Regions from separate parts of the Mus musculus genome. Here all the other regions are linked to region 4. Evidence: chromatin contacts called from public Micro-C and promoter capture Hi-C data. All regions are on one chromosome and are shown on one strand. Each heading gives the region's core, a stretch centred on a gene start, on an enhancer-like site or on the middle of the called end of the contact. The rest is flanking DNA. Distances are from core to core; before and after follow the strand shown. Region 1 holds the start of Coa7 (cytochrome c oxidase assembly factor 7). Region 2 holds the start of Zyg11b (zyg-ll family member B, cell cycle regulator). Region 3 holds the start of Tut4 (terminal uridylyl transferase 4). Region 4 holds the start of Eps15 (epidermal growth factor receptor pathway substrate 15). Region 5 holds the start of Dmrta2 (doublesex and mab-3 related transcription factor like family A2). Region 6 holds the start of Prpf38a (PRP38 pre-mRNA processing factor 38 (yeast) domain containing A).

Region 1 (4,406 bases), core at 1,402-3,901, 950 kb before region 4:
TTAAAGATTTATTTATTATTATATGTAAGTACACTGTAGCTGTCTTCAGACACTCCAGAAGAGGGAGTCAGATCTTGTTACGGATGGTTGTGAGCCACCATGTGGTTGCTGGGATTTGAACTCTGGACCTTCGAAAGAGCAGTCGGGTGCTCTTACCCACTGAGCCATCTCACCAGCCCTAGGTTTAGTTTCTTACTTAAGGTGTTGAGGTCTGCCCTCCACCAACATGTATGTAGCCATTTTGTTTCATGCCTACCAACTATTTCATATTATTGCTATAAAATGCCTGCCAGTCACGGACACAGAAAAATAACCTGACTCAAGTTTGGGCTAATCATATACCCTGTATGTTCTGTATGTGGTATGTTAATCTTAAGAAATTCCACAAAGCTTTACGTCGGACCCATAAAAATCAAAGGTCAATATGAACTGTTATGTCTAAAATGGCTTGAGTCAGAGCTGACCACTGGGCAGCACTTCCTACGCCTACATATGAGCTCAGTGTGTGTTTCCTTTATAAGCCTTTCCTGAGAATACACTAGTACCACAAAATTAGGTTCCCGAGTCCTTTTTGTGGCCCTGAATGTCCAATTTTGGGGTATTCATTCAATAAACTGTTTTTGCTTAACTGAGAACAGTGTTTTTATGGTGGTTCCTGGTCCCCAACAAAGGCAATCTTGTTATGTAGCCCAGGTTGGCCTTTAACACACAACTATCTTCCTGTCCCAGCCACCTGAATATAAACATATGCCACTATGCCTGACTGAAATTAATTTTGAACACAAGGGTCTCAACTAGGCATGGTGATACATACCTTTATCCCAGCATTCAGATGCAGAGGCAGGCGGATAGGCAGATAGGCAGATTTCTGCGTTCAAGGAAAGCCTGGGCTACAGAGTGAGTTCTGGGACAGCCGGACTACGGAGAAACCCTGTCTGGAAAATGAGAGAGAGAGAGAGAGAGAGAGAGAGAGAGAGAAGAAGAAGAAGAAGAAGAAGAAGAAGAAGAAGAAGAAGAAGAAGAAGAAGAAGAAGAAGAAGAAGAAAGGATAAGAAGAGAAGAGGGGACAGGAGGGGAGGGGAGGGGAGGGGAGGAGAGGGGAGGGGAGGGGAGGGAAGGGAAGGGAAGGGAAGGGAAGGGAAGGGAAGAGAAGAGAAGAGAAGAGAAGAGAAGAGAAGAGAAGAGAAGAAGTTTCTCTGGCTGGCCTAGAACTTGGTATGCAACTGAGAATGACCTTGAACCCTGACCCCCCTTGCCTCTACCTCAACAAGTGCTAGGATTGCACCATGCCTGTTTTAGGACATGATGAAGACTGAACCCAAGGGACCAGGCAAGTTCTCCAACAGATGAGCTACTTCTTCAGCCTAAATATTATTATTATTTTTTTTTAATAATGGCTTACTGTTTTCCAAGCTATCCTGGAACTCCTGGAGGCCAGGTGGTGTGGCCTCTTCTGAGGCCTGGGCTTGCTCAGTTCTTGGAAACAGAGATTTATGTCTAGTCTCCTGAACTGCCAATGTGAAGCCTGTCATGGAGTCAGCCTGTCTCAGTTATACAGAACAAAGCAAGTAAGCTTCTAGATGTATCCAGTAGGAGTAGGTTAAGGAGGGAGGCTCCAAAGTAAAGGTCAGGCCTTCTCATCCTGGACCATGTATTCTAAGGGCTCCCTCTAGTGATTACAGATATAAACAAGATAAAAAGAACACGGATAGGTGGATGTGGGAGCTTGTATCTGCAACAGTACTCAGTAGGCTGAGGGGGGAGGATTGTCTCAAAGTGAGATTCTATCAAAGGAAAAACAGGAGAAGCCATACATAAAAGTCAGTTTTAGCCAGAGGCTCTGGAGTAACGCAGAGCTTGTGCTATCCTGTGAAAGATGTGTCATGGAACTGCTTTTAAAACCATGAGTCCATTCCCAATCGGCCTTTCCCTTTCTCCTTGCCCCAATAAACCTCTTCGGTAAGATCTGTTGCATCATATGACTTCATAGTGTTCCTTGGCTTCAATCCGCCATGCTGCTGTTCTAAAACTATTATAGTGACCATGTTGTCACTATAATCCCGACCACTGATGTGTTCTAATCATAACTCGCAGTCATATTAATATGGATGATTTTGATGGGTCTACAAAGAATATAGAGATAAGGGCATCCCGTGGCAATTGCACAGATTTATTTATTTCGGTTTTTCCGGCCATATTTGGGACACACAAGGTATTCAAAATGCTTGCCACCCAAATGAACGAATGCTTTCGGAATAGATTTCAAGTTCTGTTTTACGATGCTTCAGAGTACTTGGTGGTGAGCTGCAGCCCAACGCTGTAAGCTTTGGTAAGGCTGGGACCTGAGCTCCCGGCTGTGTCGGCTTTAGAACCGGAACTGAAGAATGTCTGGCTGATCCAGACTACAGGGAGAAAACCATTAAGGGGCAGTATGGCCTCAGATAAACCGACGCAGAAACCTGGGAGAGGGCTGTCCAAAAAGAAGAATAAAAGCCTGGAGGGGTGGGGGGGGTGGGGAGCTACCACCGCAAAGGATGATGGGAAGCGGTAATCGTCTCCTTCCTTCCAACCCGCCCCCGTACTGAGGAGCGCTGACGTCACGCACGCCGCCGGCATGCCCCGCCCCTGGGCTGGCTCACGTAACTGAGGGTGGAGCCACAAAGCGATTTGTGGGAGTCGGAATCATGGCGGGCTTGGTTGACTTCCAGGACGAGGAGCAGGTGAAGTCCTTCCTGGAGAACATGGAGGTGGAGTGTCACTACCAATGCTACCGCGAGAAGGACCCGGAGGGTGAGCGCCAACTGCGCAGCCTGGGACATAGGGGAGGGGAGCGAGCGTGGGGTGCAGTCGTGGTCACGTGGCGGGCCGAGGACGCCTAAGGACCGGGTCAGGGTCACTACGGGCCTGTGGGCGGGAAGTTGTAGTGCATCGGGGGCGGGGCCTGCAGCGGAGGGCGGAGCCCTCAGGCTAGATGCTGTGTAGTCAAGTTTAGGGTGCTAGGACTGGAGGTGTGAGGGTGAAGTAGAACCTCGGTGTACATGTCTTTGAGGGAATCATTTAACATGCAGGAAATAAATGAAATATATGCTAGTAGTAAATGCGAGCCAGAATTGGTTGGCATCTTGCACCTGTAATTCTAGCGTTCGGGAGGCTGAGGAAGGAGGATCACTTAGAACTCAGGAGTTAAGGACTAGCCTGAACTACATAGCAAAACCCGGCCCAAAAAAAGAATTGGAGAGGGAGATTGGAGTGGTGGTCCAGTAATTAGGAGCCCATTTAAAGTTCTAGGAGATCCAATGCCTCTGGCCTCTGCTGCCACCACACCACATGCTCGTATACACACATCCATAATTTAAAATAATAAAAATTAAATCTTTTTTTTTTTGAGACTGTCATTATGTAGCCTTGACTGGCCTAGAACTTACAGTGTAGGCCACGCTAGCCTTGGACTCAGAACTGCTTCCTCTATCTTCTGAGTTTTTGGCATGAGCCACAGGCCTGTTAACAAATTAATAAATTAATTAATTTGTTGAGGTGTTATTCTTTGTGTAGTCCTGACTGTCCTTCTGTTGATCAGGCTAGCCTGAAACTAAGATATCTGCAAGCTTCTGTTTCTCAAGTGCTAGAAGGTGTGGGCTGCCACCATCCAGCACAAAATTTTAAAAAAAAATTTTTTTTTTGTTTTAGTTTTTTCGAGGGAAAAAAAAGTTTTTTTAAGGTAAGTGAAATGTGATAAAAAGAACTGAGTGAAGGGCACTGCCCAATGACATGGCTTTTGAATAAAGCTTTGAAGGAGGAAAGGAACCATTGTAAGTCTTTGCCAGGCAGAGGTAATAAAAGGTCAGAAATTGACTATATTTATTTATTTATTATATGTAAGTACACTGTAGCTGTCTTCAGACACTCCAGAAGAGAGCATCAGATTTCATTACAGATGGTTGTGAGCCACCATGTGGTTGCTGGGATTTGAACTCAGGACCTTTGGAAGAGTAGTCGGTTTCCTTAACCACTGAGCCATCTCACCAGCCCCAGAAATGGACTCTTATGTGCAGTGAGGAGGTGGAGTGTATGAGTGACCAGTGCCCAAACAAGTGTCCAGTGTCTGTAGGTTGTTTTCCTATTGTTTTAATTAAGGGAAAAGAATGAAAATGGCTCTGGCCCTCCTTTCCAGTAGCTTACAGTCTAGTTCCCAAGAAATGACTTTCTGTTTCTTGAAATTAGTCCACTATAGTGTGACTCTGGATAAGGAACCCAGGATTATTCTGTTTGTTTGTTTGTTTGTTTGTTTGTTTTTTCGAGACAGGGTTTCTCTGTATAGCCCTGGCTGTCCTGGAACTCACTCTGCTGACCAGTCTGGCCTCGAACTCAGAAGTCTGCCTGCCTCTGCCTCCCGAGTGCTGGGACTA
Region 2 (4,525 bases), core at 1,442-3,941, 980 kb before region 4:
CAAATGATGGCTTACAACCATGCATGTAACTCCAGTTCCAAGGGACCTGACACCCTCTTCTGACCTCCGCAGGCACCAGGCACACATGTAGCACACATCATATACATAGGCAATACATAGGCAAATTACTCATATTTTTTAAAAAATCCAAAAAGCTAAAAAAAAAAAAAAAAAAAAACCAACTCTGGCCTCCACACACATACACATACACATGCATGCATGCATATACATGTGCATGAGTGTGCTCGAGCTTGCACGTGTGCACACAGACACAGACACACACACAAAGAAGAAGAAGAAGAAGAAGAAGAGGAAGAGGAAGAGGAAGAGGAGGAGGAAGAGGAGGAGGAGGAGAAAAGAAAGGAAGGAAGGCAGCCAGCCCCTTTCAAACAATAAATGTGGTGGTCCCTATCCCTGGATTTTCTATGCTCCAAAGTTCATAAAAATTTCTGTTTATTAGCTAGCCAGCTGATGGTATTTTATTATAGCAACCTAAATGGACTAAGACAGTATCTTTCTCACCACACAAGCTATTACACCTCCTATTTCTTCCATCCTTCCAGGTAGTAAACATGTCATCCTTCACTACAAATCTTTTTCCCCCAGAGAACAGTTTCTCTGTGCAGCCCTGGCTCTTCTGGAACTCTATAGACTAGGCTGACCCCAGGGATCCATCTGTCTCTGCCTCCCCAGTGCTGGGCCTAGAGGAGCACCTGACTTTCACAGCCGATCTTAAATCTCTTCCCAGTCACACTTAAAGTGAAGTTTTCTTCTTCTTTCCCAAATGAGCCACATAAATTCTATTCATCTTTTAGGCCCAGCTCAAATCACGCCTTTGACTCCCCATCCTTTGAATAACTCATTCAGTCTCCGTGGAAAGGCCTGCATTTCCAAAAGTCTAACAGCCTGGTACCTTCTCCAGCAGGATGGCTCTCTAGTCTGAAAAGAATCATCACTACATCTTATTCTACTCCTTTTTGCACCAAAAGACGCTTCAACTCACCCTGAGTAGTCTGCAAGGTGCCTCAAATTTCAGTGGAAGACTGCACTTGACAGGTGGGGAAATGAGATCATAAATCAAACCATTCAAGAGTCTACCTGACCTGGGCACTGGGAACTCAGGGAATTAAGTAAGGCCCAGTTGTTTCCAGACTCTGACTCTCCTTGGGAAGGAACAGAACAGCACACAGTAACAGTGGAACAAGTGAGAGGCAGTCACTGGGAAAAGACAATGGAGGATCAGCAGAGTCAGGGAGCGAGGGAGTGTTTCCCGGTTAAACACCAGACGGTAGGTTACCTTCCTAAAAGTCAGATGGAGGGAAATACAACCTAGGAACTTATGATTATCAACAAGTCTTTTTGACTAGAATGTATTATTTCCTCCCAGAGATCAACATTTATTTTGTATAGGATAGAACAATGCTTTCAATATATACACAGCAAAACGCGGATAACACTTAAAAATGGGACTGTAGTCACAGCCATTTTGAAGCAGAGGAAAATTTGCAAAGAAAGGGTTTCTCCAAGAAAGGACAGAAAGGACAGGACAAATACAACCTTTCGGAGGAAGGTATTCGAAAGACTGTCACAATCTGACTGCCAGGCTGATATTCAGACCTCAAATGCCCTTGGTCTCTGCCTCCTAACAAAAACAAATCATGTGCTCTGAGCAACAACTGTCAAGCCTGCAAATTACAAAAGATTTTTAATTTCCCTAACGGTAACTCCACATGAAAACACATTCAAAATAAAAATGTAACAACCCTTTTTGGCTATTTCTGTCAAAAGGCCTGATAATCACATAAGGCTACAGGATGTACTCTGTAACACACCCCACTCAGGTTTTTGCAATGACACTAAGTAGTAAAGCTTCCAGACTATTCTTCCATACCGCCAATCTCCCCTCACTTCCCCACTCCAAAACAGAACGGAGAAAGAAAGGTTACTAATCTGTATGTACCCGCCCAACAGCTCCCGGGTAGCAATTGCCTTCCAATTGCTCCTGCTTAGCCCTCTGAAACCTGCACAAGGAAATGGGGACAGATGTGTGAGCCGGCGACGGAGGACATCCGACAAGGGGCAGAGGAAATGCGGATGGTCGAGGACCAAGGGGAAGAGGGGGCGCCGGAGATAAAATGGTGAAGAGGGTCGAGGAGGGAAAGGAAGCAAAGTGTGGGAAGGAAAAGTGGGGGGTGGGGGTGACTAACGACCATAGAGGAGAAAGGTTAAAATGGTTGAGGAGAAAGGGGAGGGTTAAAGACAGGGAAGGGGGGACGAGGAGAATGCGAAGGAGGCTGTCACCGGGGGACAAAAGGGTGTCACCGGAAAGAAGGGGGATTAAGGGATGTCTCCCAAAGAGGTTTGCTCCTACTGGTGGATGGGGAACGCGAGCCGGAGGAGACAGAGGGAGGGTGCAGGAAGAAGGGTGAGACGGCTGCCCGGCGTCCTCGGGCCACCCTGCGGGGGGTGGGGGGCAGGCCGCGCTAGCTCACCATGGCTGCGTGGGCCTGGTCCTCCGGCATGCAGCCTCGGTCCTGCGTGCGGTGGCAGGCGGAGCCCGAGCCCGCCGCTAAGATCAGCCGGCTCGGGGGCTCCAGGAGGCTCGGGTCAGGCAGCGGCTCCGGGCTGGGCCCAGGCCTCGGCCTCGCTCTTCTGAACTACAGCAGCCGCTGCCGCAACCTGACCGAAACACAGACTCCGCCTCGCTCGCCGCGCCTGCTGCGCCCCGCCCCCCCGCACGAGGTCCCGCCCCTCTCCCTGAGCCTACCGCGCCCTGCCCCTTAGAAGTCCCGCCCCTCTCTCCCTTGCATGTCTCGCCCCGCCCCAAAGTGGTCCCGCCCCCTGAAGACCCCGCCCCGTCCCGGCGTAGACTCCATTCTCAAACGCCAGCCCTTAAAGGGGCCAACGCCCTCTGACGAGGCTGTAGTCTTTCCGTTTGGAAGAGCTTTAAATCTTACCTCCAGAAGACTGCAGCGCTTACCCTCATTCTTCAAAACTTAACTTCTGATTCATAGTCATTAATTTTTTTTTTTAGTCATTAATTTTTGTTGTCAACGTTCTTAGTGATTTTAGCATTCTGTTACATGATGTTGTTTTGCTGTTGTTTTCGTTTTGTTTTGTGAGAAAGAGTCCCTCCACATAGCATATGTTAGGCAAGTATTCTGCCTGCTACTGCGTCACATCCTCGGGCCCCACAATCTCAATTTTGACTATGGAGCTTTCCCTCTTTAACCTGCTTTTCTTTTTTCTTTTTAAAGATTTATTTATTATTATATCCAAGTACACTGTAGCTGTCTTCAGACAGCACAGAATAGGGCATCAGATCTCATTACAGATGGTTGTGAGCCACCATGTGGTTGCTGGGATTTGAACTCAGGAAGAGGGGTCAGTGCTCTTAACCGATGAGCCATCTCTTGGCTGCCTTCTTTTGATCTTATGTAAATGGTGTTTAGCTATGCTATATTTTTCCACCCTCTAGGTAGCTACTTCAAGTCCCTCTTCTCAGGCCTCCGATATTTCCTTCTTCATGCTCATTTAACTAATCATTTTTGCCTTCAAATCACTGACAAAGTAAATGGACAAAACAGAACATCTATATAAGTTTCCATCACTGACAGTGACTTCCAGACTACCTATAACTCCACTTGTATACTTTTTCCTTTCTGTAGCCCAGGCTAGCCTTCACTATGTAGTCCAGGTATGCTTCAACTCTCCATTTCTCTGCTGTGGTGGTTTGAATAGGTATGGCCCCCATAGACTCCTGTGTTTGAATGCCTGGCCCATGGTGGTTGGTGATACTAGGAAGAGTAGCCTTGTTAGAGGAAGTGTGTCACTGTTTCTCCAGAGCGCACACTTCTGGAGACCTAACCCCCTAGCCTCTTGCCACTGGACCATCTTCCATTTTAATCACTATCAAGTATACAGGTCAGGCAGGATTAAGTACTGGTGAAGCCATCGCCAAACAGGCACTCCAGAAGGCTGCCACTTGATTGTTTCCATCGTGTTTGTGGTAGTGGGAATTAACTACAAGGCTTTGCACATGCTGTGCAAGTGTTCTCCTCTTGGGCAACATCCTCAGTTGTTCAGACTCTGCCGCTCTTGCAAAACTGAATGTCTATCCCTATATTCTTTCTCACTGTCCCTTGGCAAGTACTGTGCTACCTTTTGTTGGAGGTTGCAGCAGTGCTGGGTATTAAGTTGATGACCTCACACACGCTATGCAAGCTCTCTACTACTGAGACACACCCAAAGCTAGCATAGTCCTGATTTTTAATCTCTGTGGATTTGATTACTCTAGTGATGGTTGTTTGGTGGGAGGCTGTGTATTGTGATGCTAAATTCTGTACTAATTCTCTCATTTACCAGCGTTTGTTGTGCAAACCTTGTTCCTTAACTTAAAGCTATTGGTTAAGTAAAAATGGTACAACCAATTACTGGAGGGATTAGAGGTAGGCAAGTTTTGAGTTACCTGGCTGATTGATGTTTGCAGAGAGAGAGAGAGAGAGAGAGAGAGAGAGAGAGAGAG
Region 3 (4,206 bases), core at 614-3,113, 820 kb before region 4:
CTAGGCACTGAACTATGATTTGCTTATACTAAGTAATCAGGAGTTCAGTTGAATTTGGTCCAATGACATTAATATCAGTGAGGAGCGTGTTGGTAATCCTTTTAAGTGTGTCTATCAGCTTTACGTTTTCATTATTCTCTTTCCAGCACTGAGGATCAGACTCGGAGCCCTTTACATGCTAGGCAAGTACTGTTACATTGAGCTGCTATCTGCCCAAATCCTGGTTTTTTGAGACAAGGTCTTACTTGGTAGCCCTGGCTGCTTTGTAACTCCTTTTCATATTGGCCAAAAATTCAAAAGATCCACCTACTCCCGCCTTCCTATCCCCTGCTGGGATTAATGGTGTACTCCACCACTCCACCATACAAGTCGTTTATTTATTTAAACATTTTATTAATTCTTTGTGAATTTCACATCATATGCCCCCACCCCACTCTTCTCCCCATTCCTTCATATCTGTCCTCTGCTCTTCCAATCTCCCCCAAACACCACAAAGAAAGAAAGAAGGAAAAGAAACAAAAAAGCCAAAACAAAAAAATGAACATGTTATTGTGGAAGCTATAAGTCTATTTTTTATTTTTAAAGAGATCAAGGCAAAGACAGGCGGCTTTCTGAGTTCGAGGCCAGCCTGGGCTACAGAGTCTGGCTTTGACCTGGTGATCATCCTGCCCCAGCTTCCAGAATGCTGATATTACAGCTGTAATCTACCACACCTAACATTCGGTTTTCACTTTCATTTCCTCTTCTGTTCTTTACCTTATCTCTCTGAAGTTTGGACACATTTAAAAATGTTTCAGATGAGGCAACTCTGGATTTTTTATTAGTTTGATAATCGCCCCAAGCTGGAAGGGTTGACTGGCTACCCTCTATCCACAGCTCCTGGGTCTGCTGGAGTCAGAGACAGGGGGAAGGGGATTGTCAGAGCATATTTTCTCCTCTGCAAATGGAAGCCATAGTATCTATTGTCACAAGATCATTATGAAGATTAGGTGGTTAAGTGTATGAAGCCTCCTCAGCTCGATGCCTAGAAGTAAGTTGGCAATGCTTGGTCCCTTCTCACTAAGCTTGTTCAGCTTTGGGGATTCTGACGGACATATCATGTGAGAGGTGTTTAGTTCTGGGATGTAGCAGGAAGTCGATGAACTCTGCAGAGACAATTGCCTCTCTGTAGCCTCTTAGCAGCTCTGGTCTGTGAGTCACAAGAAAATTTGTCATTACCTTGTAAATATTTAAGATTCAGCTGCTTCCCTTTATAAAACCCCACGTTTAGTGCCATACACTTTTTCTGCCTAGTAAATATCCACCTCAAGGACTGCAGTTGTGTGATTTGACCAGCTCTGAGTGAAGTAGGAGACTGGTCAAATAATAATCTCGAGGCTTGAGGGCGGGGGGGGGGGGTGTCATTAAAATAAACTAACAAAGCCTTCTAGTCTTCCATGAGTGTAAATTTAAATGAGAGGAAGCTAACACATTTAAAAAAAAAAAAGGAGGAAGGAGGGAAGCCGTTCTTGGTAGTTGTTTCTATGCCCACCTGAAACTAAAGAAATGGTTTTCGAACTATTTCTCAAGATTTCTCTGCTTTGTTAGTCCTGAGGTGATGCAAAACTGGACTGGATGCAAGGGTGAAGGGGTGGGGGGCTCCCTCCTGCTAGCTGCTCGACAGTGCTCAGAAGTCAGGAATGGTCGCGGAGGATTCAAGAAATGCGTGGGCTGTCGGACAGTGACAAGCCCGAGCCTGCACATCTACGGCCTCTCCCTGGGGCACAGCTAGGCAACCTGCCCCCTTTCCCGCCCGGGGGCCTCAGGCAAGGCGCCCGCAGCCAGGGAGCCTGACGTGAGAAGCGCGACGGTGCACGCGACCCTAAGCTCGCCGGCGTCCTCGCGCCGCTTCCCGGCGTCGGCGTGCTGGACCGCAGGACCCTCTCTCTCTCTTTCTCTCTCCCTGCAGGCCCGCTCCAGCCAGCGAGCCGCGGGTAGCTCCGACCCTTTCCCTCCCTCCCTCCCTTCCTCTCTCCCTCGGGGGCCCGCCCGCCCCCAGCTCGGGCGCCGATCGGAGCCCGCGCGCGCTCGCCCGCTCTCCCTCCTCAGCGCGGGTGTGTGCGCGCCGTCCTCCCACCTCCATCCCCTCCTCATTGTTTCCGGGCGACCGCCACGAGCCCCGGAACGAAGCCCCTCCCCCCACGCCCCCCGGTCTACCCCCTCCTCCGCCGAGGTTTGACGGGTGCTTGGGGGGGATCCCCAGAATTAAAGAAGAGGGAGCCCCTGAACCCAGCTCTGGGAGGCTCTGCTCCCCGCCTCCGAGGCTATCTCCTCCCATCCCAATCGGGATCCCAGGCTGGGGAGAGCCTCCGACTCCCCTCCCCCCTCGGCCGGGCGCCACTCTCCCTCAGCCCCCTCCCCTCAGCGGGTCCTCCTCTTTCTCTCGCTCCCTCCTCCTCCCCCTCCCCGTCCCTTCCCCCCCACAATGCAGTTCGCGGCGCGGCGGACATGGCGGTGGAGTCCTGAGCTCGTCGTGTCCTGGCCTCCATCGGCGGCGGCGACGGCGGCGGCGGCGACGGCGACGGGGGCGGCAGCGGCGGCGGGAGGCGGAGGGGGAGCCGGAGCCTCTGAGATGAGGAGGCGTCGCGCGCGCCTGTAGCTCGCGGGCTTCTCAGGTACGGGGCTGCGGGCCGCCGCGCTGCGCGGGCTGCCGAGGGGGTGTGCTCGGCCGCTGAGCCCGGGGGCCCCCAGCTTGTCCCCTTCAGGTGCGGCGCCTCGCAGGTGTCCGCGCCGCCGGAGCGCGTCTCCGCCGCCCCCTCGGGGCCTGGCACTTCCTCCTGGGCTGGAACTGGCTTCTGGTGTCCCAGGGGAAAGCCGAGGGAAGGAGGGAAGTCGAGAAGGCGGCCTGGGCGGCCTGAGGAGGGCTTTGGGGGGCCGACCTTAGGGAAAGCTGGGGCGCCCGTCCGGCCACCGAAACCTGTTGTAGACGGGGTAGGAGTATCTGAGTTAACGGGATTGGTCTAGCCTTCGCTTAGATCCAGTGCGTGTTTGTCTGTATTGTGTGCCTTTCTTTCACCCTGTGTATGTGTATGTATATATACACTTGTAAACACACACACACACAGCGTGTCCTCCCCGCCATCCCCCGGGCTTGTCCTTGTCGGGAGGGAGCAGAGGTAGGTTTGTGTGGATTTCGTTTCCTGCTCACCCGCCGTCTCTGTCCCCCGCCCCCCAGTCGAGAGGTGCTGGTACTGCGCGCTTTTGACGTGGGTAACTGTGAGATTCGTATTTGTAAACAGACAGCACTTCCCCAGTGTGTCGCACGCCTTCGCAAGTGGTTTCTGATCCTTTTGATATCAGGATTACAAAAGAATGAGGTGGTTAGACCTCAAAGAAGCAGCGGGATTTCTAGTCAGTACCTGAATGGGATTAATTACTGTTATCTTAACGTTGGTTAAACATTTTAAAAAAGAAGATTATCAAACTTTAAAGCAGACGAATCTTGTACCTTGCGTGAGATTTTAGTTTTAGTATACCATGTTTCTTCATTTCGATACAAAAGTAATTCCTTAAACATTTGACGTTCTGCGATCTTTTGTAATCTTAGTGTCCAGAAATGCAATTTGAATTGTGATTTGTTGGAATGAATTTAATAATTAGCTCGCGGAGGTCATATAACCTTTTATATCTATAGATGTATCCCCTCCCCCCTCCAGAGCGTACCTTGGAGCAGGAATGTGTTTGAAGCACTTGGTGAAACAACATACTCTGTTTTGAAAGGAATAAAATAAGATAATCCCAAGTGGATTTGATTATTTAGGGAAAATGCCATTCCCAAATGTTGAATTGTGGCAAGTTTTAAATGTCGACTGCGTGTGTATGCACTTAACATTTTCTTTACTCAGAGCCCATGTGTATCCCCTCAGAAATATGGTGTACACTTACATCCTACTACAGATTAGCCACAACTTGTAAAACTATGAAATATTGTTTGATTTGGCTTTTCTTAAGATAGCTCACGAGCATACAGTGTGCTTTATGGTGCCTTTATAAACAAATTATACGGAGGGCTTAAACACCATCAATGTTGGGAAGAGAAGTTTAAGCTGTTTCTCATTTTAAAAATATTATAAACAAAAGGAAGTTACCTTAACCTCTTAGATACTGTGCTCTTTTCTTTGCATAGTTTTATTTGGCTAGTGTAGAAAATGGTTAAAAAAAAAAAGT
Region 4 (4,516 bases), core at 1,931-4,430:
TTGGGAACTTATTTATTTATTTATTTATTTATTTATTTATTTTTAAGGACCTCTGTTTGCTCTGGTCAACCCCGCTCACTCTGGTCAGCCCCATTCACTTGGCTCAACTCTGTTTGCTCAGTCCCTGCTCGCTCCAGCTCAAAGACCGGTGGTTGTGAGCCATCACGTGGTTGCTGGGATTTGAACTCAGGACCTTTGGAAGTGCAGTCAGTGCTCTCACTTGCTGAGCCATCTCACCAGCCCATCTTCAAACACAAACTTGTCTGACTTTCAGATTTCTGAACTTCTACACTTCTCTCTACAACTTCAAACACTTCATACGTCATTCACAGCCCCCCTAAATTCCTATAATTAGTAAGTGACTTTTCAGTTACACCAATGGTTCTGATCTCTAAGTTTTGTTCATTTCAATATATCAACTGCTTTTGCTATTAGACATGTAACCTTGGGCAAATTATTTGACCTCTGTGGTGCTGAGTACCTCATTTGGGAAGTGAGTGTGATAATTGCTTCCTTTTAGGGTGTTTTTGTGAAGTTCAAACTTATAATGTGAAGTAATAGATGCCAATAGAAATATCAGTTGGGTTATAGTTGATGTTTCAAACTGGAATAGTTTCTCCTCTTCTCCCTTGAGCCAAAAGGAATAATGGCAAAAAGAAGTCAAAGGAGATACTCCTGACTAAGTGTTTACTCATCAGACCTGTATAACTTGCTCTTTGAGGCTGGATCAAATCAGAGGAGTCTAGGTAGACTTGGGAAGGGAGTTCTTGAGACCTCTCTGGTTTTTGCCTCTGATGGAAAAAGTCTAAAAATGGAAGTGGAGCCAACTAGATCTTGGGTTTTTCCAGCTGTCTCAGTGTATTGAGGAATCCTATTATAATGATAAAGGCTGTGGCCCTGATAGACGTGTGGGTTTTGTCCTGGAAACCACCATTAGGGAAAAAGGAAGCAAACACATATTGAGGTTGGGTACTTCTGTGTCTGAGGGACCTGCAGTAGAGAGTTAGTCTTCTTTAAGGCCAGTCAGATGTAGGCAGGTCATCAACTAACTCTTAAAACGAGGCAGAGGATATGGCCTTTGAAGCAGCTTACTAGATTAGTGCAATGGCTGCCAAGACTGCTAGCCTGAGTTCCATCCCCGAAACCTCCATGGTGGAAGGAGAGAATCTACCCCCTCCCCAAGTACTACACACACACACACACACACACACACACACACAATAAAAAAGGCAGAATAAAAAAGTCATATCAAAGTAACTAAAAGCTGGTATGCAGACTTCCTAGACCTTCTGAAGTAGGCTACATACAAACTGAGTGTAGTTTTACATCAACCTGACACAAGTTAGATTTATTAGACACGAGGAAACCTCAGTTGAGATAAAGCCTCCATAAGACCTCACTGTAGGGCATTTTCTTAACTAGTAGTTGGTAGGAGAAGGCCCAAGCCTGGGTTCTATAAGAAAGCAAACTGAGTAAGTCAGTAAGCAGCACCCCACCATGGCCTCTGCTTCAGACCCTGCCTCCAGGCTCCTGCCCTGTTTGAATTCCTTTCCTCACTGCTTTTGATGATGACCAGACTGTGAGGGAAATAAATTCTTTACTCTTCGGGTTGTCTTTGGTCATGGTGTTTCATCACGGCAGTAGTCACCCTAAATAAGAACCTTTGCAGATGACAATTTCAGGTAAGCGGTTCCTTATTCTAACTAAGTGTGGCAAAATGAAAAAGAGTAAGGTGTATAATGTTGAATACAGGCAGGACAAAGGCCTTCATTTAAGCATATACTATAATGTTATGGTGTTAAAATACATATATATTAAAAAATCTCTGCCACTGGTGAGCTGAGGGGGGTGGTTAGACTTATGTAAACAGGTCATTAGGAGGTTGTTGCCCTCTTCTAGTAAAGTCAACAAAAGAGTATGAACACTAGTTTGGAGAGACAATACTCTGTCAAGAGGTGGCATTTATGACAAAAAGGAATTTGAGAGGAACCGGGCACTGGTGGCACATTCCTTTAATCTCAGCACTTGGGAGGCTGAGGCAGGCAGATTTCTGAGTTCAAGGCCAGCCTGGTCTACAGAGTGAGTTCCAGGACAGCCAGAGCTATACAGAGAAACCCTGTCTCAAAAAACCAAAACCAAAACCAACCAACCAACCAGACAAAAAAAAAAAAAAGAATTTGAGATGGGACTTTATGCACTCACTGTACCTCTGAACTCCACTGTGGCCCTACACCTGCTTTTTTTTTTTTTTTTTTTTTTTTTTTTTAAATTAAACAGTCTAGGCAGGACAGGGAGCAGGCAAGGCAAGCAGTTCCTTCTTGCTCCCAAGATTTTTACTTTAGAAGGATTTACATGCCTTCTTAATGTGATAGCAGGTAGAAAGATTTGTAATCCAGCTTTCTAGTTAGTTTTTAAACTTCGGGTAAGAGAGTTGTTTTGTTTTGTTTTGTTTTTTCTTTTCGGGGAGGCCCTTTTCTTTTTATTTCAGTCAGGGCCTTACTATGTGTCCTTGAACTCACTATGTAGAGCAGGCTGGCATGGAACTCTCAGAGATTAAAGGTATGTGCCACCATGCCTGGCTGGCTTTCACCATCCTCATTTGTATAACTTCTTTCTGTTTCAAATCCCCTATTCACACAATTTTTTAAAAAAGTATTTAGGCCTGGAGTAGTGGTACATCTCCTTAATCCCAGCACTCTGGAGGCAGAGGGAAGTGGATCTCTGTGAGTTTGAGGCCAGCCTGATCTATACAGTGAGCTTCGGGATAGCCATGGCTACACAGAGAGAGACCTTGTTTTAAACAAACAGCAAACAAACAAAAGCATTTAGTGCAGAATCACACACAATCAGAATTATTTAATGTTATTACTACTAAACCGCTCCTGTCATTACTTAGTACCATTACTTTTTTAGTTCCCACAACCCACCTGGACATGGTTCTAATTTCTCCCCGCACTTTACAGAAAACAGCAGCCCAGGAAGAAGGATGGTGGGTGACCTGCCTAAACTCAGGTCTCTGTGGCGCCGCCTCCGCTGACCGTCCACCCCAGAGCCCTATCCGCACCGGGTTTTCCAGGGAGGCCGGGGTCAGGGCCTGGTTCCGCGGCTCAGACTCCCGCTCCGGGCTTTGCGCGCCGCCACGGCCTGTGAGGCCGGCGGGGCGGGGCGGGGCGGGGCGGCGTGAGGAGGGAAGTTGTCGAAGTTCGGGGAGACGCCCGGCCGCCGGCCTCGCCTACGGCCTGTCCCTCCGCCTCCTTCCCGCCCCGGGCCCCCGTCCGTCCGTCCTTCCTTCCCCTCCCGTGCATGATGGAAACACCATGGCTGCGGCAGCCCAGCTCTCCCTGACACAGGTAACGCCGCCCGCCGGTCGGCCCGGCTCGACCCGCCGGGGTTCCCCGGCCCTCCCTCCCCCCCTCCACCGCTCTGGGGCGCTGGCGCGGCGGCTGCCCTCGGGCCGCACGGTGGGAGCGCGTGTGAGGAGTGCGGGCGCCATCCCGAGTCGGAGCGGGAGCGGCGAGCCGGGGCCGCCGCACCCCCGCCCCGGGTCGCCGGGCTCTCGGCTCCGCCCCGCGCGGCTCCCACCCGGCCGCCGCCCCCGCCGCGGGTCTCCGCGCCGCTCTCCTCCAGGTCCCGTCGGCGCTCACCTTCTCGGCAAGTTTCTCCTCCGGGCCTGACGGCCGCCAGGTGAGCTCCGGTGGGGCTCACGCTAGACAGCGGCCGCGGGCGATGCGAGGCTCGACTTCGGCGGGGCAGGGTTCCCTCAGCTTCGCTCTGCTCCGGTCCGCGGGAGCGACGACTGCCGAGTTCCCCTCAGTTCCCTCAAGTCAGCCTGGCTTCCAGAAGTCGCATCCTGTCCGGGCACTTGACCCACTCACTTCTGCTCAGATCCCCTTGCAGACTTTCCCACCCGCGAGGGCGCCGTCTCTGATCGTCGTCCGAGGGGTCATGGTGCCAGCCTTCTGCAGGTGGGGCGCCTCTTTCCTCCCTGGTGCCCGGAACCACCGGGGAGATAACTTTGTCCTGGGACGATCTCGACCAAAAGCTGTTCTCGGAGTCTGTTCTCGGAGTCTCGCCTCTTTATCATCATCATCATTATTAAAATGTTCTCTTCCTTCAGAGCCCCATCCTCGAGGGATACATCTAAACATCACTCACTTAGGAGAACCTGAGTTCTCCGTTTCTGTAAAACCAAGCGTAGTCATCTCAAGACACCCAGGAGGGATGAGGTACCAAACACCTGCCAGTCCCTTTCATCTTCACTGCCCAGAAGTTTGCCTTCTCCATAGCTGGGGGCTGTGTACTCCCTGGTATAAGCCCACCTCAGCCTATCAGCCTGCCCTGTGATAGCTCCCTGCCATCTTGTCTCCTTGGCCTAGATTTGCCTGTACTTATAAGGTAGGGCATGTGTTTGGGTAATAGATTATTTCTATGTTATGATAAAGAGGTTTTGAGGTGTTTCTTTCCAAGAACTTGGAGATAAAAAAGTATTTTCCCCAGGAGCCAGGGTGGAAATTTT
Region 5 (4,490 bases), core at 71-2,570, 700 kb after region 4:
CGGCAGGGATCGGAAAGGGAGTAAGGAGATAGTTTCGCATTTCATTTAAACGAATTTTCTTTACTCTGAAGGAGAAAAGTAGAAAGCAAAAATGAGAGTAACAGAATGTTAGCCTCAAAGGCAAAGGAAAAGTCCGAGCTGGAGGGTGACACAGTCCAAGGATTTAAACATCAGTAACAGATGGGAATAACTAGGAAGAGATACAAAATTCGAACTTGTTACCTCCTCCGCAGACCCAAGGGGGTTCTCGGGCCGTGACGTCAGCACGGGTCGAGGAAGGCCAAGTCAAAGCAGGTCCAGTGCCCTCGCCCCCTGCGGAAGTCTTGTGGGCTGATGGGTCTGACCGTCTGGCCGGTTCCTCCAGCCTCCAGAGGATCTGGGGAGTCGCAAAGGCGGCTTTTTACTTTGGCTTTAAAAAAAAAAAGTTACAAGTAAACTTTGTTAATTTCAAACAGCCACAAAAAGAATTCCACAAAAAAGGGCAGCAAGATGCAAAGAAATTCGGAAAGGCAAGGAGGGCACAGGGGGCCGAGGGAAAGGGCAGGGGCGCAGGGAGAGGAGAAGCTGCAGCGCTTGGACCCACGTTCCTCCCGGGGCTCCTAGCTTGAAAACACAAATCCTTACAAATCGCACTTACCACTCCGTGACGCCCACGGTGTCAGGACTTTGCAAACGAAGAAACTAAGCATTAAAGGTGATAGAGGGCGGGGGAAGGGAGCAAACCGGCTCTCAACTACCTCGGAGCCCGTCGGACGTGGAAGCACACGGTCACGGTCAGAAGGAAGCCAGCAAAAACCATCTTGGCAAGTCTGCGGTGAACGCCCTCCCTCCCCCACCCCGGCACCCGGGTTCCACTCCCACTTCGACAGCGGTAATTGAATTGTCACCTGCTCCTGTCCCGCCCCAGGCCTCCGGGGCCACTTGGGAAGCTAGGCCTTGCCAAGCGCCCCGGGCCAAGGGAGAGTGGCTCAGTGGAGCCGGAGCCCCAGGAGTAGAGGGGTTACACACGTCTACGCGGAGAGGCGCACCGGACACGGTAATTAGGAGCAATTCACACGCTCTCGGGCGCACGGAAACTTCTTGTCACGACATTTGCAACGCTCCTCCTCGCGCACTCCTTCCCTGGCGCCCCCTCCCATCCCGCAGGCACTCAGCAGAGCGTGCGGAGTTTCGAATCTTTCGGACACTGTAGAATGAGGGGCTCCCCGGGCGCGGGCCCGGCCAATCAGAGCGCCGACTGTCTCCCCTGGCCAATGGCAGGCGCCACATTGTTGTCCAATTCTGTCTAATGGAGCCCTGAGGAGCAACAATAGAGCGGGCGAGCGGCTCATTGAGAGCTGGCAGCGCCGGACTACCCGGCCCGGGGCGAGCGCAGCGTCCGGAGCGCACCGAGGGGACGCCGGTTGCAACCAGCCCGCCCTCGGCCAGGCCCCCGGCCCCGAGGCCCCTCCGGGGTGTTGGACTGCTGTGTTCCTAGAGGGGTCCGGAAGTTCGGACATGGTGGCTGAAGGAGGGTGACGTGGTCAGAGAAGGGGCCGGGGGCAGAGGGACGAGGCCAAGAGAGCCGAGGCGCGAGCCGAGCTGGGCGACGCGTGCTGCGCCAACAGAGGAGGAGCCCGGAGCTCGAGGCAGGTAGGGGAGGGCCGGCAGCCGAGCAGGGGAGGCGACCGGGTCGGTGGCCCCCGAGGGCGAGGCCCAGGCCCTGCCGGGCCTTGGGCATTGAGTGCTTGAGGGTCTGGGGGAAGAGGCCTCGGAGCACACGGTGCTCTGGGATTCCCAGACCCGGACCCCAGGAGCGGCTCCCGGCTCTGGCGGGGACCCGGGCTGCGTGGCGGGGAGTGGAGGCCGCGGCGGAAGCCAGGAGCAGGGCCTGCTGGGCCTTCTGCGGCTGCGGCGCAGGTGAGACTCTCGGGTCCCTTCAGGGTCAGTTTTGGAGGCGACTTCCTGGCCTCCTTTGAGGCCTGCTGGATTGTGCAAGTCCCAGAACCCTGGTCTGAGACCAACACTCTGGAACCTGCGCACAAGCGGGGTCCCAAGAGGTCCCAGGATGAGGAGGGCGTGTCTGAGGACTCAGTTCCTAAACTGGGAGGGGTGGGGGTTGGGTAAGAGGCATTGAGCAAAAGGACTCTGGCTCCTGCAAAGTCTAACTTTTCTGAAGATGTGCTTTCCTCTGACTACTCCAGACTAAAAGTCTAACCCCCAAGCCACAGGTTTCACCCTATCCCCGCCCTACCTTTTGCTGGAGATTTTTTTCCTAAGCAGCGCTGTCCCTCTCGGTGGACCTCAGTCCGGGTCGCCTTGTCAGCTGTTTCTGGACGTTTTTCTTGTTATTCAACTAATCTTTGAGCTAGGGTGGCCAGTCCAAAGAAAGTTTCTTCCGATGGCTTTTCTCTCTTCTCAGCTCTCCTACACTCAGTTCTGTGGAATAGAACTAACCCTTTAGAGGCTCAGACCACAGTATTTGCAGAATTCTTTTGGCTGTGATCCCAGGGCCATAAGCCGAACTTTGCCTCCAAGTTTTGTCTTCTAGTTCTTACCCTACTTCTAACAGGAAAAAATTCTTCAGTTCCTTTTTGCTCGAATTCCTCTGCTTCCACATTGAAAGCTACAATTAAGACCCCAGCCCAACCTGTTCACCTCCTCACCCCGCCTGCACATTTCTCTCCTCTTCACCTGTCCACCAAACGGGATCATTTTGCTCCTTTTTTTTTTTTTTTCTTGCTTTGCCTTTGACATCCGCTTGTTGGTCCCAAGTTTTCTCTGTAATCTGAGTCCCTTTCAGGCAAATATTTCTCTTTTCTCGACTCACCCCAATTAACCTAAGCTTTGGGCATAATATTTTCTTTCCAAATCCTCTTTACATTCAACTGCACCAATGACTTCCAAACGTTGTCTTGTTTTTTTCCCCTTGGCGGAACTACTGATTCAAACGAAATCTTACACGTGTAGTCAGATATAAGAGGTCAGTGGTGGGGGTGGGGGCGTACTTGTTTACAGGGAGCTTCCAGTTCGTTTCCCCAGCAGTTTGACAGCCACAAGTTTAGTTAAACTTGTACAACCAAAGTTTCCCAAAATGGGTTTCTGCAGGCCGTGCTTAAGCCTAGTGACTGTATTACCCTGACTCAGGTATCCCCACTTTCCCCACGCTAGGTCCAGCCATGGAGCTGCGCTCGGAGCTGCCCAGCGTGCCCGGTGCGGCGACAGCAGCAGCGACAGCGACGGGACCACCCGTGGCATCGGTGGCGTCGGTGGCTGCGGCGGCAGCTGCCGCAGCATCGCTACCAGTGAGCGTGGCCGGAGGCTTGCTGCGGGCGCCGCCGCTGCTGTTGAGGGCAGCGGAGAAGTACCCGCGGACCCCCAAGTGCGCGCGCTGCCGCAACCACGGAGTGGTGTCCGCGCTCAAGGGCCACAAGCGCTACTGCCGCTGGAAGGACTGCCTGTGCGCCAAGTGTACGCTCATCGCCGAGCGCCAGCGCGTCATGGCGGCTCAGGTGGCCTTGCGCAGGCAGCAGGCGCAGGAGGAGAACGAGGCGCGCGAGTTGCAATTGCTGTACGGCACTGCCGAGGGCCTGGCGCTGGCCGCCGCCAACGGCATCATCCCCCCGCGGCCTGCCTACGAAGTCTTTGGCTCGGTTTGCGCCACCGACGGCGGGGGTCCTGGAGCTGGAGCGCCCGCGGGGAGTGCAGGGGGCGCAGGGGGCGCAGGTGAGAGCACGGTCACACTGGGGGTGGGGTGGGGTCTGGAAGGAGGAGCCCAGGGGACACAGGGCTGGTGCGCGAGGCCTAGTGGCTTGTTCCTTCCCTGACAAAGTGCAGCTCCCTTCCCTAGATGCTCCAACTACTTAACTGTGGCTCTCCACCCACTCATAAACTCTCTGCCCTGCCTGCAGTTTTTATACTTTCTTCCTCGCCCTCACCCCAGGCCCCAAGGCAACACTTTAGCCTTACTCTTGTTAGGGGGCAGGTCCTTAGTTACTGCCCAACTCATTTAGCTGGGCCTTCTCCCCTGGCAGCCCGGAAGCCGCCCATCTGTTCTGCTCTGAGCTTCTTACAGGCCACCACTCTCTTTTCTTCCCAACTCTTCTGAAAAGACCCTGGCAATCCTTCTAATCCGCACTACTTCCCTAAGTACTGGAGACGCCCTCTTTCGTTTCTCAGCAAGATTCCTTTCCTCCAGTTCCTAAGGCATTTCTGACAAAACATTCTCTGCGTTCCCCTCGCTCTGGCTCCGTTTCTCTCTCAGGCACGCCGGGTTTCTCATAGTTGGCACTTTTTTTGCTCTTTCTCGGGTCCCTTTCCCTTGCTCTGTCTACTCTACTTTTTTGACTCGAAGGTGAGGGAGGCAGTTGGGCAATGGGACGGTCCCGGCTCTCAGACTCTTTGGAAGAAGGACATTTCTTAGGAGTTTTGAAAAATGTGGTCAAGAAATAGGATGTAATTTATTTTGTCTGTAGAGAGGCTAAGGACCTAGTCCCCTAAGGATCCCTCTC
Region 6 (3,979 bases), core at 1,039-3,538, 700 kb before region 4:
AACGAACTTTAACTCCATGGCTTTGTCCACTACAAGTTCAGCTGAAACAGCCAAAAACAAAGTGACATACATCTTAGACATATTAAAGGCTTTAGTTTTTCTTGGCCTTAGTTTTTCTTGGTTGGAAGGTTAAATAGCTAAAGGTTTAGAGTTCCTAAATAGTCAATAAGAATTTAATATTAAGAGAACAAGAGCTTATTAATAACAGCCTTAAAAAGGAAAAAAACAAAAAACCCTGAGCATGGTGATGATTGCTCAGTCCCAGCACTCAGGAGGCAGAGGTAAGCAGATCTCTGGGTCTGAGGCAGCCTAGTCTGCAGAGTGAGTTTTAGAACAGCCAGGGCTACATATGCCTGGAACTACAGCACTACAGAGAGAGACAGACCCCTCGTCCCAGTCTCCATTAATTGTTTAGTCCATCAAGGAAGGGTGGGACTCATGAGTCCTCAATCTTTATACAACAAATTATGAGGGAAAAGTCCTCTTATTACTACCAGATGCTGGTCTGGGGTGGTGTACAACTTTAATGCCGGAACTCGGGAGACAGAGGCAGGCACATCTCTGTGAGTTCAGGGCCAGCCTGGTCTACAGAGTGAGTTCCTGGACAGCCAGGGCCAGGACTACACAGAGAAACCCTGTCTAAAACAAAACAAAAAAACAAATAATCATTGTCCTGGCTTCCAGCTAAGGATAATGAGAACAAAAAAGAGCTTAAGTGATTTTACATGCTCAAGAACCACAGCCAGAGTCACACCAGGTGAAGCTGAACAAAGCTACGACAGCTGACAGAGAGCCACTCTAAAAAACTTAGGAGCCAGCGAGGTGGCTCATGCCTTTAATCCTAGGGACCAGAAGGGGAAGGCAGATGAATCTCTGTGTGTTCAAGAGAGTTCCAGGCCATCCAAGGCCCCCTGTCTCAGGGGAAAAAAACAACAACAAAAAAACCCCAAAACAAAACAGAAACCTAAAGGACTAGGGGAAGCAGGTCAAAAATGAAACTACTGACCCATTTAAGAACAGCAAGAATTTTATTATAGGAATGGTGAAGTTCCTTGAACATCTTCAAGCTGCATTAAAGGAACCCTTATCTGGTCCCTGAGATAAACAATCTAGGACCCAGCAGACTATCAATAAATAAATAAACAAATAAATTAATTAATTTAAAAAAATGGAATGGCTCAAAAAAAAAAAAAAAAAACTAAAGAAATCCTTCAGCATCAAGAAAGACCGGTCAAGCCGGGTGTAGTGGCGCACACCTTTAATCCCAGCACTCGAAGGCAGAGGCAGGTGGATTTCTGAGTTCGAGGCCAGCCTGGTCTACAAAGTGAGTTCCAGGACAGCAAGGGCTATAGAGAAACCCTGTCTCGAAAAACAAAACAAAAAAAAGAAAGACCGGTCAAGCAGGACGTGGTGGCGCACGCCTTTAATCCCAGCACTTGGGAGGCAGAGGCAGAGGCAGGCGGATTTCTGAGTTCGAGTTCGAGGACAGCCTGGTCTACAAAGTGAGTTCCAGGACATAGGACAGCCAGGGCTACAGAGAAACCCTGTCTCGGAGCCCACCCCCCCCCCCCCCCAAAGAAAGAAAGAAAGAAAGAAAGAAAGAAAGAAGGAAAGACCGGTGAGCCCTGCGGTGCTGGTGTATTCCTTGAATTCCAGCACTCGGGAGACAGAGGCAGTTCGAAGCCAGCAGTTCTCCAGGACAGCCAGGGCTATTACAGAGAAACCCTGTCTCGGAAAACGGAAAAGAAAAAAGAGAAAAGAGAAAAAGATCGTGTCAGATTTGTCTGTGTCCCGTCTAGTACAAGTCCAGGCACAGAGCAGTTTATATGAATAGTTGACATACTCTTCCAGTATCACCCCCAAAGGGTCCGTCCTTCCTCACTCAGACAGAAGAAACCACCCGTAAGCCGAGACGCGGGCTGCGCGCTGTCGCTCACCTGTAAGTCCAAAACACTCTTCTTTCCAGTACTTTGATTCATAGATTCGCGTCCGGATGATCTTCTCCACCAGATACTGAGGGTTGGTGCCATGGATGCTGTGGGCATCCTTCACTGTACGGTTCGCCATTTTAGAACTCTTTCAATTCTATTTCCGTCGGCTTGCTTAATACGTCACATTCAGTATTTATTTAAAAGAAGGGAAAAAAAAAAAAGGACTACCGGAGGCTAGGGAAACATTAAGGAATCCCTTGCGACCGCGGAAAGCCACCAGCTTCGTACCGGAAGCTGTGGCGTAGAACTCTTTCGCCGGAATACGCACACCCCGCACCAGAGAGGGCCCAAGCAAATTGGCGGAAGTACGTCATGAACCCCCGGGAGGGCGTGGCGAGTGTCCGAAACGCCAATCAGAATCACACTGTGGGCGGGGTTTCGGTTAGTGGCGCGAAAAGTTTTCTCCTGTGCCTTCAGTTCTTAGTCAGCTGAGAGCTGGGACTACGTGTTGTAGCCGTGGTCTCCCGGAGGAGCCAGACCTGGACGAGCGAGCGTCCCCCAGCTACTCCAGTGCCTGGACTGCAAAGCGTCGGCGAGGTGAGTGCGGGTCGTTGTCCACGGACTGCATACACGTGCACCTAGGGCCGTCGGTGCCGGCACCGCTCGCAAGCCTGTAAACCTTCTCGCCTCCCCGGAGCTCCAGGAACACTTCCTGCACTGAAGGAGACCTCGGAGAAGCGGGTGGCGCCGGCCCTCGGTGGGGAGCCTAAGGCTTTGGCTCTCCGCGTGCACTGCTTCTGAAAAGCACTCGCAACCTTTCCTCTGGAACCGCGGAGCTGGTGTTGCTCTCCGCTTTACTGGTGATTCCGCCCAGAGACAGACTTTCTCTAAGTCACTTTCTGGGACTTTGGCGTCTCCTCTCCACATGGCTTGCCCTTAAGTGAGCTTTCATCTCCAATCACTGGAGAAAACATCTAATGGCTCGTATTCTACTTTCTTGGGTCTAGCCTTCTCTTAACAATTGGAGAAATTGGGAGTTCTAAGCTTTGAGCTGTGAGATTCCTGTCACGAGGTCTTTTTAGTTTTCCATAGAAGTCGAATAATCGTAATTATTTTCTACTGTAATGGTTTTTAGACATTTTTCTGTGTAGAGCCGGCTGTCCTGTAGCTTGCTCAGAACCAGGCTGGTCTCGAATTTAGAGACTGCCTCTGCCTCAGGCCCTAGAATTAATGGCATGCACCACCACACCCTGTTTTTTCAGAATTAGATTGGGGAAGGTGCGGGAGGGGGGTTCAAAACAGAGTTTCTCTCTGTAGCCCCGTTTGTCCTGGAACACTTATAGACACACATCTCAGCCCCCTCTCCTGAGAGGCTCCTCCAGACTGTTGTTGCTAATCCTTCCTATAGACAAGTTGTTCCTCTGGCTTCAGGATGAAGTTCTGGGGACAAGTCAAACTTCTTGGAATCCATTGTTTCAATAGTTGGCTACAGTAGGATGGGCATTGGTTTATCATACCGTATTTTCTCTTAGTCTGATTATCTTAGAACAGTGCTTAGCACACAGGCCTCAAATAATATTGGTTGAATAAAAAGAGATACTATTTTTCCATTTTGTGGATTAGGAAATGGGTCCGGTGGACCTGCCACTCTGATTGGGAAGCTGTATATATTACTGTATATAATAAGCTGCCAGAAGTAAATACTATTTTCACAGGTGATACGATGATACATAAGGTAAGGTAGCTTATTGGTATCTGACTGTTCAGACTTAACTTGTACAAAGATAACATCTCCCTTTCATTAGCAAATATTTATTATTGAGCATCTTCTATGAATTTACATTGTTCTGGGGTTACTTTAAAGATTTAAATGAGGTACATGTGTCAAGAGTTTGGGCTTAACTTTTATTAAGGTTCCTTTTATGTTTTTGCATTGGGTATGGTTCCTGTACTGGGTTCAGACTTGTGGTGTCCTTCCATGGATATCGCTAGAAGTCAAACTCTTCTCTTTGCCAAACCAATCCTCCTGGCTCCCCAGTCCATTCACC

What was found. Promoter capture Hi-C pulls out the DNA fragments that hold promoters and counts their contacts. A called contact is a pair of places that touch in the nucleus more often than the background predicts. Capture Hi-C pulls out chosen DNA fragments and counts their contacts.
Region 1: a contact with region 4 is called in a promoter capture Hi-C map of pre-B cells, with 2.9 times the contacts expected there. The contact joins the promoter of Coa7 here to the promoter of Eps15 in region 4. A contact is called at or near these places in 1 of 39 promoter capture datasets (pre-B cells) and 1 of 9 other capture datasets (liver).
Region 2: a contact with region 4 is called in a promoter capture Hi-C map of pre-B cells, with 3 times the contacts expected there. The contact joins the promoter of Zyg11b here to the promoter of Eps15 in region 4. A contact is called at or near these places in 2 of 39 promoter capture datasets (the C10 cell line and pre-B cells).
Region 3: a contact with region 4 is called in a promoter capture Hi-C map of pre-B cells, with 2.5 times the contacts expected there. The contact joins the promoter of Tut4 here to the promoter of Eps15 in region 4. A contact is called at or near these places in 2 of 39 promoter capture datasets (cranial neural crest and pre-B cells) and 1 of 115 datasets of contacts at active chromatin or transcription factors (microglia).
Region 5: a Micro-C map of embryonic stem cells shows a contact between it and region 4, with 6 times the contacts expected there. The contact joins the promoter of Dmrta2 here to the promoter of Eps15 in region 4. A contact is called at or near these places in 4 of 39 promoter capture datasets (the HPC-7 cell line, cranial neural crest and embryonic stem cells), 3 of 484 Hi-C or Micro-C datasets (all in embryonic stem cells), 1 of 115 datasets of contacts at active chromatin or transcription factors (astrocytes) and 1 of 9 other capture datasets (embryonic stem cells).
Region 6: a promoter capture Hi-C map of adipose tissue shows a contact between it and region 4, with 2.2 times the contacts expected there. The contact joins the promoter of Prpf38a here to the promoter of Eps15 in region 4. A contact is called at or near these places in 2 of 39 promoter capture datasets (cranial neural crest and liver) and 2 of 9 other capture datasets (adipose tissue and liver).

Annotation. Positions count from the first base shown.
Region 1 is chr4:108,325,501-108,329,906 of GRCm38.p6, forward strand. It overlaps Coa7 (cytochrome c oxidase assembly factor 7), which reads left to right and starts at 2,652. Exons shown (of 3, transcript NM_027250.4): 1 at 2,652-2,790. The coding sequence starts at 2,685.
Region 2 is chr4:108,298,399-108,302,923 of GRCm38.p6, forward strand. It overlaps Zyg11b (zyg-ll family member B, cell cycle regulator), which reads right to left and starts at 2,692. Exons shown (of 14, transcript NM_001033634.3): 1 at 2,493-2,692. The coding sequence starts at 2,522.
Region 3 is chr4:108,457,547-108,461,752 of GRCm38.p6, forward strand. Tut4 (terminal uridylyl transferase 4) reads left to right here and starts at 1,864. Exons shown (of 31, transcript NM_175472.4): 1 at 1,864-2,093; 2 at 2,471-2,654.
Region 4 is chr4:109,277,095-109,281,610 of GRCm38.p6, forward strand. Eps15 (epidermal growth factor receptor pathway substrate 15) reads left to right here and starts at 3,181. Exons shown (of 25, transcript NM_007943.3): 1 at 3,181-3,350. The coding sequence starts at 3,318. It overlaps Gm40225 (a long non-coding RNA gene), which reads right to left and starts at 3,229. Exons shown (of 3, transcript XR_868003.2): 1 at 2,928-3,229.
Region 5 is chr4:109,976,705-109,981,194 of GRCm38.p6, forward strand. It overlaps Dmrta2 (doublesex and mab-3 related transcription factor like family A2), which reads left to right and starts at 1,321. Exons shown (of 3, transcript NM_172296.2): 1 at 1,321-1,632; 2 at 3,151-3,705. The coding sequence starts at 3,159. Dmrta2os (a long non-coding RNA gene) reads right to left here and starts at 2,908. Exons shown (of 4, transcript XR_868017.3): 1 at 2,234-2,908; 2 at 638-2,082; 3 at 223-409; 4 at 1-65.
Region 6 is chr4:108,577,048-108,581,026 of GRCm38.p6, forward strand. It overlaps Prpf38a (PRP38 pre-mRNA processing factor 38 (yeast) domain containing A), which reads right to left and starts at 2,289. Exons shown (of 10, transcript NM_172697.3): 1 at 1,938-2,289; 2 at 1-41. The coding sequence starts at 2,067. Orc1 (origin recognition complex, subunit 1) reads left to right here and starts at 2,407. Exons shown (of 17, transcript NM_011015.2): 1 at 2,407-2,528.